2 separate regions of the Mus musculus genome follow, and region 2 is linked to region 1. Evidence: chromatin contacts called from public HiChIP or PLAC-seq data. All regions are on one chromosome and are shown on one strand. Each heading gives the region's core, a stretch centred on a gene start, on an enhancer-like site or on the middle of the called end of the contact. The rest is flanking DNA. Distances are from core to core; before and after follow the strand shown.

Evidence for each region. HiChIP or PLAC-seq counts read pairs in DNA pulled down with a chosen protein or histone mark.
Region 2: a contact with region 1 is called in an H3K4me3 HiChIP or PLAC-seq map of embryonic stem cells, with 16 read pairs. The contact joins the enhancer-like site here to the promoter of Snapc3 in region 1. A contact is called at or near these places in 1 of 39 promoter capture datasets (pre-B cells), 3 of 484 Hi-C or Micro-C datasets (centrocytes, cerebral cortex and cortical neurons), 5 of 115 datasets of contacts at active chromatin or transcription factors (the SCID.adh cell line, craniofacial prominence, effector CD8 T cells and 1 more) and 3 of 9 other capture datasets (adipose tissue, liver and pancreatic islet).

What each region holds. Positions count from the first base shown.
Region 1 is chr4:83,414,889-83,420,546 of GRCm38.p6, reverse strand. Snapc3 (small nuclear RNA activating complex, polypeptide 3) reads right to left here and starts at 2,823. Exons shown (of 9, transcript NM_029949.4): 1 at 2,493-2,823; 2 at 1,764-1,841. The coding sequence starts at 2,794.
Region 2 is chr4:83,498,382-83,504,039 of GRCm38.p6, reverse strand. No RefSeq gene overlaps it. Among named protein-coding and RNA genes, the nearest start is that of Gm42308, 10 kb to the left of the region's middle. Within about 2 kb of position 3,444, at least 69 of the 459 cell types and tissues checked have an H3K27ac peak or open chromatin away from gene starts, as enhancers often do. A contact at or near this core is called in cerebral cortex, cortical neurons, craniofacial prominence and 1 more, where this site is marked.

The DNA of each region.
Region 1 (5,658 bases), core at 1,574-4,073:
GTCCAACATTTTACAAGGTTATTAGGATTCATTTCTTAAGTTTTAAATACAATAGCTTTCCAACCCTAGCTAAAGAATACTCTTTTGTCAACACACACACAAATATACAAAAACCTGAACACATACACACACAAACAAAACATGAATACACAAATACATACATAAACACACAGTCAAAACATGAATACATAAATACACAGAAATATATACAAACACAAACATATACAAACACACCTCCTCCCTACAAATATTTGATGGGAATAACAAAAGGACTCAGGAATGACAGAACACAGTTGAGGCTGTTTAAATTAGTGGGCTACAAACCAGAAGTAATAAATTTCTAATATTATACATCATTGAGTAACAGTGCTCAAAATGTGTTAAGTAAGCAGGCTAAAATGGATCTGTAATAAGTGATAAGCAATCTGCAAAATGAAAGTAGGCATTTAGAAACTTTTACAAGTTGACAGCATTTTTATGTCTAAATTTTGCAATAAAAATTGGACTTATTATGTTAGCATTCTGGTTTAATTTTTCCTCTTTAGTAATTTATTGTTATTATTACATTTAAGAAGGGATTATTATTATTTTATTATATTTGAGACAGGATCTCACATTTAATTCAAGCTGGCCGGGAACTTAGTCTGGCCTTGACTTCATGGCGATGGGTTTAGCTCAGCCTTCCTGAGTGCTTAGCCACCGCCCCAGGATTAGGAATTGATTTTTATAGTATTTTACAAATAAAATGGCTCCATTGAAGATTAAAAATTAAGAAGCAAAATAACGGTGCTTGTTTCTTTTTTTCAGACATCATATAGCCCTGCCTGGCCTGGAACTCAGAGATCTATGTAGACCAGGCTGGCCTCAAATTCAGAGATCGGCCTGTTCCTGCCTCCCTGGGATTAAAGGTGTAGGTCACCAATTCCTTCCTTATCACCGGTATTTTGGGACACACTATCTGAGTATTTAAGCTTGCATTACAAATCTAAGTAGATAAAGTCTACATTAAAAAATCAATGCAAATTCAAATATGTAGTGGATATTAGGGATTTTGTGTTCTTAATGTTTTTCTTTAGATGTAAGAATATCACCCTGGGGCTGTAGAGATGGCTCAGTGGTTAAGAGCACTGACTGCTCTTCCAGAGGTCCTGAGTTCAATTTCCAGCAACCACATAGCGGCTCACAGCCATCTGTAATGGGATCTGATGCCCTCTTCTGGTGTGTCTGAAGACAGTGACAGTGTACGCATATACATTAAATAAATCTTAAAAAAAAAAAAATATCACCCTAATCCCAAATTACAGAATGGTACTTCTTTTGGAGCTACGTAACTGATGGGTAAATTAGCACAGTATCTGTGATTTACTGAATGGAAGAGCCTGGGGAAACACACACAACTGTATCCCATAGCCACAGAGCCACAGAGCCACAGAGCCACAGAGCCACAGAGCCAAAGAAAGGATGTCCAAATGTTTAAAACAACAACAACCACCACCACAACAACAACCAGTCATCAATTATCATTGAACTCACTAGGTAGCTAAGGCTAACCTCTAACTTACATCAGTTTTGACTCAGCCTCCCGAGGGCTGGGATTACAGCCAAAAGCCAGGACACCAAACTAATGGTTGAATTTTAAGTGGTGGAGTAAAACATTCAGAGTGTTCAGATAAACAGCAGAAAGACTAACTGTAGTTTAGTGGTAGGTCGTGTTTCATCTCCAGCACCAAAACAAATAGCATATAACAAAACAAAACTCATACCATAAAGTCACTAGGTCAGTGTTCTCTGGGATGACTTCCGGGTCTTCATCTTCCCCGAGGCATCTCAGTTTATCAAGGCTTAGAGAAAGGGAGGTTGGGAAAGGGAGAAAGGAAAAGCAACGATTTATGATCAGCCATGCATTTTTCAACAGCGGGTCAGAGCTTGTCCTAAATACATCATTGAATAATTAAGTCTTATGAAATCCAGCAGGCAGCTCAAAAGAGGCCAGAATTCAAGACAATGGTTTTTGTGCCAGTGTTATACCGAAAAGGGTGTATGTTCATTTGAGGACAGCCAGTACTGTCAAAAGGAGAAGGACCGCTACAAGTTAGTTTTTGTATTTCTATTTCCAGGTAAGAAACTTTTAGGGAAATTTTAGTAATAACATTTTCATGAGGACCGCTAGAAACCACGGTTAATAAAGGTTTCAACCCGGCTCTGTTTAAGTCTCCTCCATCCTCAGGTACTTCCATTGTCCAAATATCAATGACAGATATATACCGCTGTTACTTCAACAAGCACTTTAAAGATCAAGAATAGAAGTCTTTCGTGCATTTGTAGTGTCCCGTTACTGGATCCACCCCTCAGGAAAGTGCTTTTGGACCCAAGGATCTCTTCCGGCCTTCCGGAAAGGGTTTAGGGGGACGAAGGTTAAGGGTCTCCGAGAAGCGCAGGGACGAGGCTGAGCCCTGCGGGATCCACGCAAAACCCCGAAGCCGCACACTCACCCGCACACGACCCTCAGCTCTGCTGCTGCCTCCAGACTGCAGCCCAGATCGCTGGCTACTGCAGCATCCTCAAAGCCGTCGTTGGATGCCCCTCCGTCGGTCGGCTGCTCGGCTGCCTGCGGTTCGCTCAGCGACAAATCCTGGGCCCCTAGCCGGCCACGCCATAGCTCCCCAAAGGAGCCCACATGGAACACGCGCGTGTGCAACTCGGGAAGCTCGTATTCCGGAAAGCTGCTGTGGCTCGCACTGGGGACTGGGTGCTGTGGGCCACCCGCACCGCCGCCCTGCAGGTCCTCCGCCATGTCAGCCACGATCCCTTCCGGCAAAAGCTGGCGAGAGGGCGTCGCGGGGCGTGACGGGATTTGTAGTTTTGCAGAGCTCCGGGGTGGCGGGCGGTTGCGCGAGCTGTGCTTCAGAAACTACATTTCCCAGCAGGCTGGCTACCGCCTGGGCGCGGCTCGGTCGCTGTGGGCCGGGCTGGATGCATTGTTCTCTGGACTTGTCCGAGGGCTGTGCGGCTCGCTGTGTTCCGAGCTGATCTGGTATTGGGACCCACAATTACCTAAAGACTCAATCATTGGGTCCCCATCTCATAGTTTTCTCAAATCTGGTTCGTAGGGGCGGGACTTTTGTCCACTGGTTTTGCGAGCTGCTCTGCGGTTCCTCCTATCCTAGAGAGAATCCTGAAGGACAAGGGGCACTGAGACTGGTTCGTCCAGAATCTTCTGAAAGGCACGGTGTGTGTTTGTATGCGTGCCTTTGTATACCTACCTGCACGATAGAGCTTATCGAACGTCGGCTATGCAACACACAAATTCATTCTTAGCCATATGTATATATTTTGAAAAGTCACCACTTTTCCGGGGAGAGAGCCGAATGTGATTGTTAAAGGAGTAAACCGGTAAACTAGGAAATGGAAGTAGCTTGAAACCCAGTGAGCCTAGATGTTTCTGAAGCTTGGCCATCGCTCAGCTGTTCCAAATATCATAGCAGGGTGTGCTGAACAATCCCTGGCTTGTATGATTGTCCTGTGACACATGTTGTATAATTCAGCCATTGGAACTATTCCTTTAGTGGCTTTTAGTATATTCACAATGGGGCAACCATTAGTTTAAGAACATTTTCACCACTCGTGAAAAGGTTGCTTTTAGTTATGACTCCCAATCCTTCCAACTTTAGCCAACACTTTTCAGGCTTTACGTCTGTAAAGGTTTGCTATCTGGGCTTTTTGAAATAGGATATCACTACGTAGAACAGTCTAGCCTTGAATTCACAGCCGCTTCTGCCTCCTGAGTCCTGGGATTAAAGGTATGTCCCACCACACCCAGTTTATTTTCTACATGTAATATAAATGTAATCATATATGACCTTTACAATAGGTTTCTATAATATTGTACAATATTTTTACTTTGCAGCAAATTTCAGTACTTCATCCCCCCCCCCTTTTTGGTTGAATTTAATTGTATTGCATGGATATTATATATTTTATTTATTGAAACTCATTGGATGGACTGGGCTGCAGCTCAACTGATAAAATACTTGGCTCACATGCATGAAGTCCTGGGATCAATAATCCCAGCACTTGCAAGGGAGAGGCAGGAGGACCAGAAGTTCAAGGTCATAATCACCTTCAGAGGGAGTTTGAAGCAAGCCTGGGATACAGGAATTCCTGTCTCCTAAACAACAAGCAGGACTGGAGAGATGTCTCTCAGTGGCTAAAGAGCTTCAGCTTCTCTTCCAGAGGACCTGGGTTCGGTTCCCAGCACCCGTGTGGCAGTTCTCAGTGGTCTATAACTCCAGTTCCAGGGCCTCTTCTGACCTCTTTGGGTACCAGGCATGCAATAGTGCACAGACAATATGGGCAAAACACCATGACCAAAGCAACTTGGCTTCCATATCACAGGCCATCAGCAAAGGAAGTCAGGACAAGACTCCAGCAGAGCAGGAACCCAGGGGCAAGAGCTGATACAAGAAAAAAGAAAAATGCCGAGTTAACAGTTCAACTAAAACAAAACAAGGGGTTGAAAGATGGCTCAGTGGTTGAGAATACTTGCTGCAATTCCAGAGGACCGTGGTTTAGTTCTCAGCACCCACATTCACTCACAACCTACCCTTTTTTCATGTTTACTGCTTTCTCTTCCTGCTCGGACTCTTTACAGTGCCTCTGCTGTACTGTTCGTCAAATCTACAATGAAAGCCTTCTTTTTTAACCATCTCTTTGGAGCTGTCATGTCCTCGTTTTTTACACCTCTCTCTCTTTCTTCCTTCCTTCCTTCCTTCCTTCCTTCCTTCCTTCCTTTCTTTCTTTCTTTTCCCAGATACTTGCCAAAGCCTGGGCATATTTCCCATGATGTTCTGGGCTTTTTTTTTTTTTTTCCCTCAGGAGCAGTCCAGTCCCCTGCCCCCACTTCTCCCCAGCTTTGGTTCTGTGTCTAACCTCCACATGTAACTCAAAAGGCCTGGCTTTCTTTTCTTTCTCTTTTCCATCTTCCTTCTTCTGGAAGCTGCTGAGACTTACAGCTTGTCTGTACTGTTGCTGTCTTTTTTTTTTTTTTTCTTAAACTCTAATTAAAAACATTCTATTTATTTATTTTCATACAGAGTTCCACTATGTAGACCAGGCTAGCCAAGTGTTGGGATTAAAGACATGCAATATCAGGCCTTTTTTTTTGTTTGTTTGTTTTGTTTTTTTGTTTTTTCGAGACAGGGTTTCTCTGTATAGCCCTGGCTGTCCTGGAGCTCACTTTGTAGACCAGGCTGACCTCAAACTCAGAAATCCGCCTGCCTCTGCCTCCCGAGTGCTGGGATTAAAGGCGTGCGCCACCACGCCCGGCTTTTTTTTTTTTTTTTATCTTGTTTTATTAATGAGACTAAGAAGCCAAAGAAAGGGCTCTAATTTCCCTGATAACTCTGAAACTGCAGTTGGTTTGAGACTAAAGAAAAGTAGGGCCTTCTTTTTAGTAATTCTCCAACCTAGTTATTATAAATACATTCCTGGCTCAGGAGGTGTGAAAGTGGTTTTGTATAAGATCTTTTATATAAATATCATCATTGTCATAATTAAAAAAGATACACAAAAACTTCCAGTGACATTTCTTTCCTGCTTGTTTGTTTTGAGATTTATGTGTATGTTTTCCCTGCATGGGCATAAGAATCCCCTAGAACT
Region 2 (5,658 bases), core at 2,195-4,694, 83 kb before region 1:
TGTTTGCTATCTGTCTGTCTATCTACCTACCATTTTTGTGCTTTCTCACACACACAACACAGGGCAGGGTAGAACCCCATGCATGTACATGGGAGGACGTGTGCACCCTTGTATACATGCGGAGGCCAGAGGGATATCAAGTGTTCTGCACCATCATGCTCTGTCATTTGGCTAGGCTGGATGGCCAGCCATCAAGCTCCCCAACACTGAGTGCTGAGGTTTGGTCTGTTGCTGTGTATTATAATGCTAAATGCTGGTGCCTGAAGTCTGGTTGCCTCCCATGGACCATGAGATCCTCACGCACACCAAGTTGATGCTATGTAACCTTGCTCCTTAATTTACAACTACTGGTTGAATAAAGATGCCTACAGCCTATAGTTGGTCAGAAAAAAGGTAGGTAGGGTTTTGATTCTCAGGCTTGGGGTCTGAGGTAGGACCAGAAGAAGAGAAGGGGAGAAGGAGAAGAGAGGAGAAGATGCCACGGGGTAGGTGATCATGAGAACTGGCCAAGAGGGCTGGCCGCTAGGAGTAACAGGGGTTATTATTAGGGAAGTAGACATAATAGCATAGAGGGTAGATTTTGTCCAGCTCTAGTGTTTTAAAGGCTTATTCTAAATATAAAAGTTTTGTGTCTTTTATCTGGGAACTTAATGATCTAAGGTGGAGTAGAAACCTGATTGAGACTATCCATACTACAACAACTGAGTGTTATAGGCACATGCAAGCCATGCCTGAAGTCTTTACATGTGTGCTGGGGATTGGAACTCAACTTTCCATGTTTGCGCAACAAGCTGTCTTACCCGCTGAGCCAGCTGCCTAGCACACTTGCTGAGGCAATAAGAATAATAACTATGCTGGGTACAGTGGCACAGGCCCTTAGTCCCAGCACTCAGGAGGCAAGGCAGGTGGATCTCTGAGTTCGAGGCCAGCCTGGTGTACAGAGTTAGTTCCAAGACATCCAGGCTGTACAGGGAAATCTTGTTTCCAAAAAACAAACAAAGAACAACAAAAATACTTGGTCCCCAGTCTATTACACTATTAGGAGGCAATAGAACTTTTAAGAGGCAGGGCCCAAGGGTAGGAAAAGGTCATGGTGCCAGTCCTTGTCCTCAATATTGAATTCTCTCTCTCTCTCTCTCTCTCTCTCTCTCTCTCCTTGTTTTGAGATATGGTCTTGCTATATAGCCCCTTATCTGGCCTCAAACTCATGGAAATCCTTCTGTTTAACATCCCAAGTGCTAGGATGACAGTTATCTATGCTTAGCTCTGTAACTCTGTTTGTTTGTTTTTGCTTTTTGCTTCTTGGCAACTATGAGGTGATCAGTTCTCCTACAGCATGCTTTCCCATCATGCTACGCTGTGTTTCCACTGGTCCAACACAAGATGACCAAGTGATCATGGACTGGAATCTCTGAAATCAAGAGCCAAAATAAACCTTTCCTCCTTATAAGTTGATCGCCTCAGTCCTTTAGTCAGAGTAACTGAAAGCTGTCTGCCCTGGTGGGAATGGTAAGGTACTTACAATGAGCAAGTATCCTGTACTTCACTTGGACTGGTCAATGTCAACCAAATAGGCTATCAGGAATTACGTGTGTGAAGCATAATTCTAGTGTAGGATAGAGAGGAAGGAACACGTTCTACCTGCCTCCTTTGGTACAGCAGCAGAGTCAGGCTCACCATCTAAACAAAGAGACTTACAGCTCAAGGACAGGCTGAAATGGATACTAACAGAGAAGTGGCATGCAGGAAGGTAGTATGAAAGCAAACAATGGAGACAAAGGGAAAGGACAGAGAAGAGAAGGCAGAATTCCAAAGTAAAGTCCTAACACATCAGTGATGACTTCAATCATTTAAATACACAGACTAAAGGACAGAGGGGAGTATTGTGCATAAAAAGGCAAGACCCGAGTACAGTGAGTTTCTAGGAAACACCTCAAATATGTAAACAGGTTAGTTTAATAAGAGGATGGTCAAGATATATATATATATATATATATATATATATATATATATATATATATATACATATATATGTATGTATATACATAAATATATGTGTATATATGTGCATATATACCTATACATAAATATATGTGTATAAATATGCATATATATAATTAAAAATAAACAACTGGAAAAGTCATACCATGCAAGTGTTTATCAGAAATAAGCATGAAGGCCAGGCATGATAGCATATGACTTTAATCTCCGCACTCAGTAGGTGGAGGCAGCTGAGTAGGTGAGGATCTCTGAGCTTGAGGCCAGCCTAGTCTACAGAGGTAATTCCAGGACAGTCAGGGCTATACAGAGAAATACTACCTCTCAAAACAACAACAACAAGAGCAACAAACAAAACAAGACAAAACAAAAAGAGCAAGCAGAAAGCTGGGTTCAGTGGCCAAAGTCTATTATCCCAGCTGCTCAGAGGATCGAGGCAAATCACAGGCTTGTCTGGTATATAAGAGCAGGTTCAAGACTAGCCTGGGGAATTTCCTGAGACTGTCTCAAAGTAAAAAAGTGTAGAGGAAAGGGCTGAAAATGCAGCTCAGTGGTAGAATGCTTGACTAGTACATACAGGGCACTAGACTTACTGCCAAGCACCACACACAAACACGTACAGTAAGCCGGAGTAGCCAAGGTACTAGATAAGGCAGGTCTCAAGGGGAAAAACACCAGCCATGAAAACAAAACAACAACAAGCATACACACACACACACACACACACACACACACACACACACACGGTGGGATGGGGTTGTGGGGTACGGTAGCATATTGCAAGGCCCAGCAAATCCCAGCAGTTTCCAGACCGGTGTTATCTACACAGCCAATTCTAGAAGAGCCAGGGCTAGAGAGTGAACTGTCTCAAAAACAAAACAACTCTCCACCCCACCTCCTATGAATCTGATACTATCAACTAAAAAGCCTAATTGTTGAATATTTCATTTAATTAAACCATTCCTTTAAAAAATCCCGAATCTAAGCGTGTGGTGCTTCTTATTTGCAACGCTTTCCATAATAAGATTTTAAAATGTATTTTTTTAAAAAAATTAAAATGTAAAGGATGCTCATGCGCACAAGGCGGAGAGGAGGAGTCGCAAATCGCAGCGCCCTCTGCCTGATGCTCCCTTGCGCACCCCTCCCACCCCACCCCCACCCCCATCCTTCCCACCTCTCCCACCCCCCACCTCCGCCCAGTGCTGCTATGCTCCCTCAGTGAGGACCTCCAACCTCTTTTGTGAAGATGCAGCTGAGGAGACTCCCAGCTGCACAAGAACCCCAAGGGAGGAGCAGAGCCTGAGAACAACGATCATATTATTTTGAAGGTAGTGGGGCCGGATGGTTCTGTGGTGCAATTTAAGATCCAAGAAGCTTGAACCACTTAGTAAAGCAATGAAAGCCCATTGTGAACGACAAGGTTAGTGAACTCCGCAGCTCAGATTCCTGTTTGATGGACAGCCAATCAATGGAACAGACACGCCCACTCAGTTGAAGCGGAGGATGAAGATACAAGTGAAGTGTTCCTGCAGCGGATAGGGGCTCTTTCCTGAACCTGGAGACTGCTACTTTACTATAGAAATTCGTTGCTGATCAAGAGTCCTTCTCAGGAGTCGGGCGTGGTGGCGCACACCTTTGATCCCAGCACTCCGGAGGCAGAGCCAGGTGGATTTCTGAGTTCGAGGCCAGCTTGGTCTACAGAGTGAGTTCCAGGACAGCCAGGGCTACACAGAGAAACCCTGTCTCGAAAAAAAACCAAAAAAAAAAAAAAAAAATTGCCAATGTTATATTTTAGCTGACATCAGATAGAGATGGTATGAGGGGGGGAAGGAGTCTTGGTTCTGGGAAAACATTCTTTTGTCATAAACTGAAATCAAAGAGGTGCCTGGAGACATGGCTCAGGAGTTAGGAAGTGGTACTGCTCTTGCAGAGGATTCAAGATGGGTTCGCAGCCCCCATGTCAGGCAGCTCACAGTGTCATATAACTCTAGCTCCAAGCTCTGGCCTTAGCAGACACCTACCTTCATATGAACACAGACACACATGCATAAAAACAAACAGTTAAAAGTAAGATAAGGAACGGCCAGTTGAGTGTAAGCACAGCTCCATGGAAAAGCAATAGGATATATTATTGAATTTGAATTGTCTATACTTTTTTTGTTGCTTTGTTTGGTTTGTTTGAGGCAGGGCGTTTGTGTGTAGCCCTGGCTGTCCTAGAACACGTGCGGTAGACCAGGCTGGCCTCAAATCCAGAGATCTGCCCGGCCTTTGCCTCCAGAGTGTTAAGACTAAAAGCTTACGCCACCACCCACCCACTATGAACTGTCTATACAGTTCAGGATCCTTCTGTCTCAATCTCCTCCGTGCTGGGATTGGGGATGGAGGCCACACCATATCTGGCTCCGGATATTCATTATTAAAGTTTGTGGAACTGGGAATGTAGCTGGGTTGGTAGAGTTTATACAGAGAAGGCAAATGAAGGCCCGGGTTCCATTTCTACCACAGCATGAAAAGGGCTGTGTTGTTTTATTTATGTTTTCCCGGCACTTGGAAAGTAGAGGCAAGAAGAAAGATGTTTAAGGTCATCCCTGGTGACATAGGAAGTGTGAACCAGTCACCCTTGTCACAAAAAAACGAGAAGTTTGTAAAACCTAGGCTTACAGTATTAATTGGACTTTTAGACTTTTACTTGTGATTTTTTATTTTATTTTATTTTATTTTTTGAGACAGGGTTTCTCTGTACAGCCCTGGCTGTCCTGGAACTCACTTTGTAGACCAGGCTGGCCTCGAACTTAGAAATCCACCTGCCTCTGCCTCCTGAGTGCTGGGATTAAAGTCGTGTGTCACCACGCCCGACTACTTGTGATTTTTATCTCTTTATCAGCACGTATGGCCTACCAGAACAGCAGACTATGGTCCAGTACTGTCTCTTCCACCTCTCAAATTATATAAAAGTAGAAGAGGCCCTCACAAGAGCAGAGTAGACACAATACTGACAAGAAATCTAGCTATTAGAGTGTTTCCTCATTCCTTTTAAGCAAATTATTCTTCTCAGTGATTCTATTTTCTGTGTTATGGGCACTTTGCACATGCATGCCTGGGACCTGCAGAGGTTGGAAGATGGCATTGGAGCCCTTGGACCTGGAGCTACAGACAGCTGTGGGCTGCCATGTGGGAACTGGGAACTGGACTTGGGCTGCCTCCAGCCCCTCACCGTCCTCTTTATTCACTGCTTTGGATGCTCAGTTAGCAAACTTTGACTCTAACAAATATCTGGGAAGTTCCCAAGATTACTGTTTCCAAGTATGTCCGTTCAAATCCAGGATAAAAATGTGATTCTGTCAAATGGAATGTATTCTAAAATCATAATAAATTTCAAACTTTTATAACATTTTCTAGCTAACCTTTAGATTACTCTTATCTTGCAACATGTTAAAACATGTCTAATATGTGATAAAAAAATTTAAATATATACTAACTGCTAGGCTGAAACACACACACATTTTCCCCTTTAATTAAACATATGGACAAGATGAAATTTACGTTTTTAGAATTTTTGTTTAAAGTTTATGTATCTATGTGTCTGCCACATGTATGCAGGTGCCTGTGAGGCCAGAAAGCATCAGATTCTCTGGGGCTGGAGCTATAGACACTTGTGAG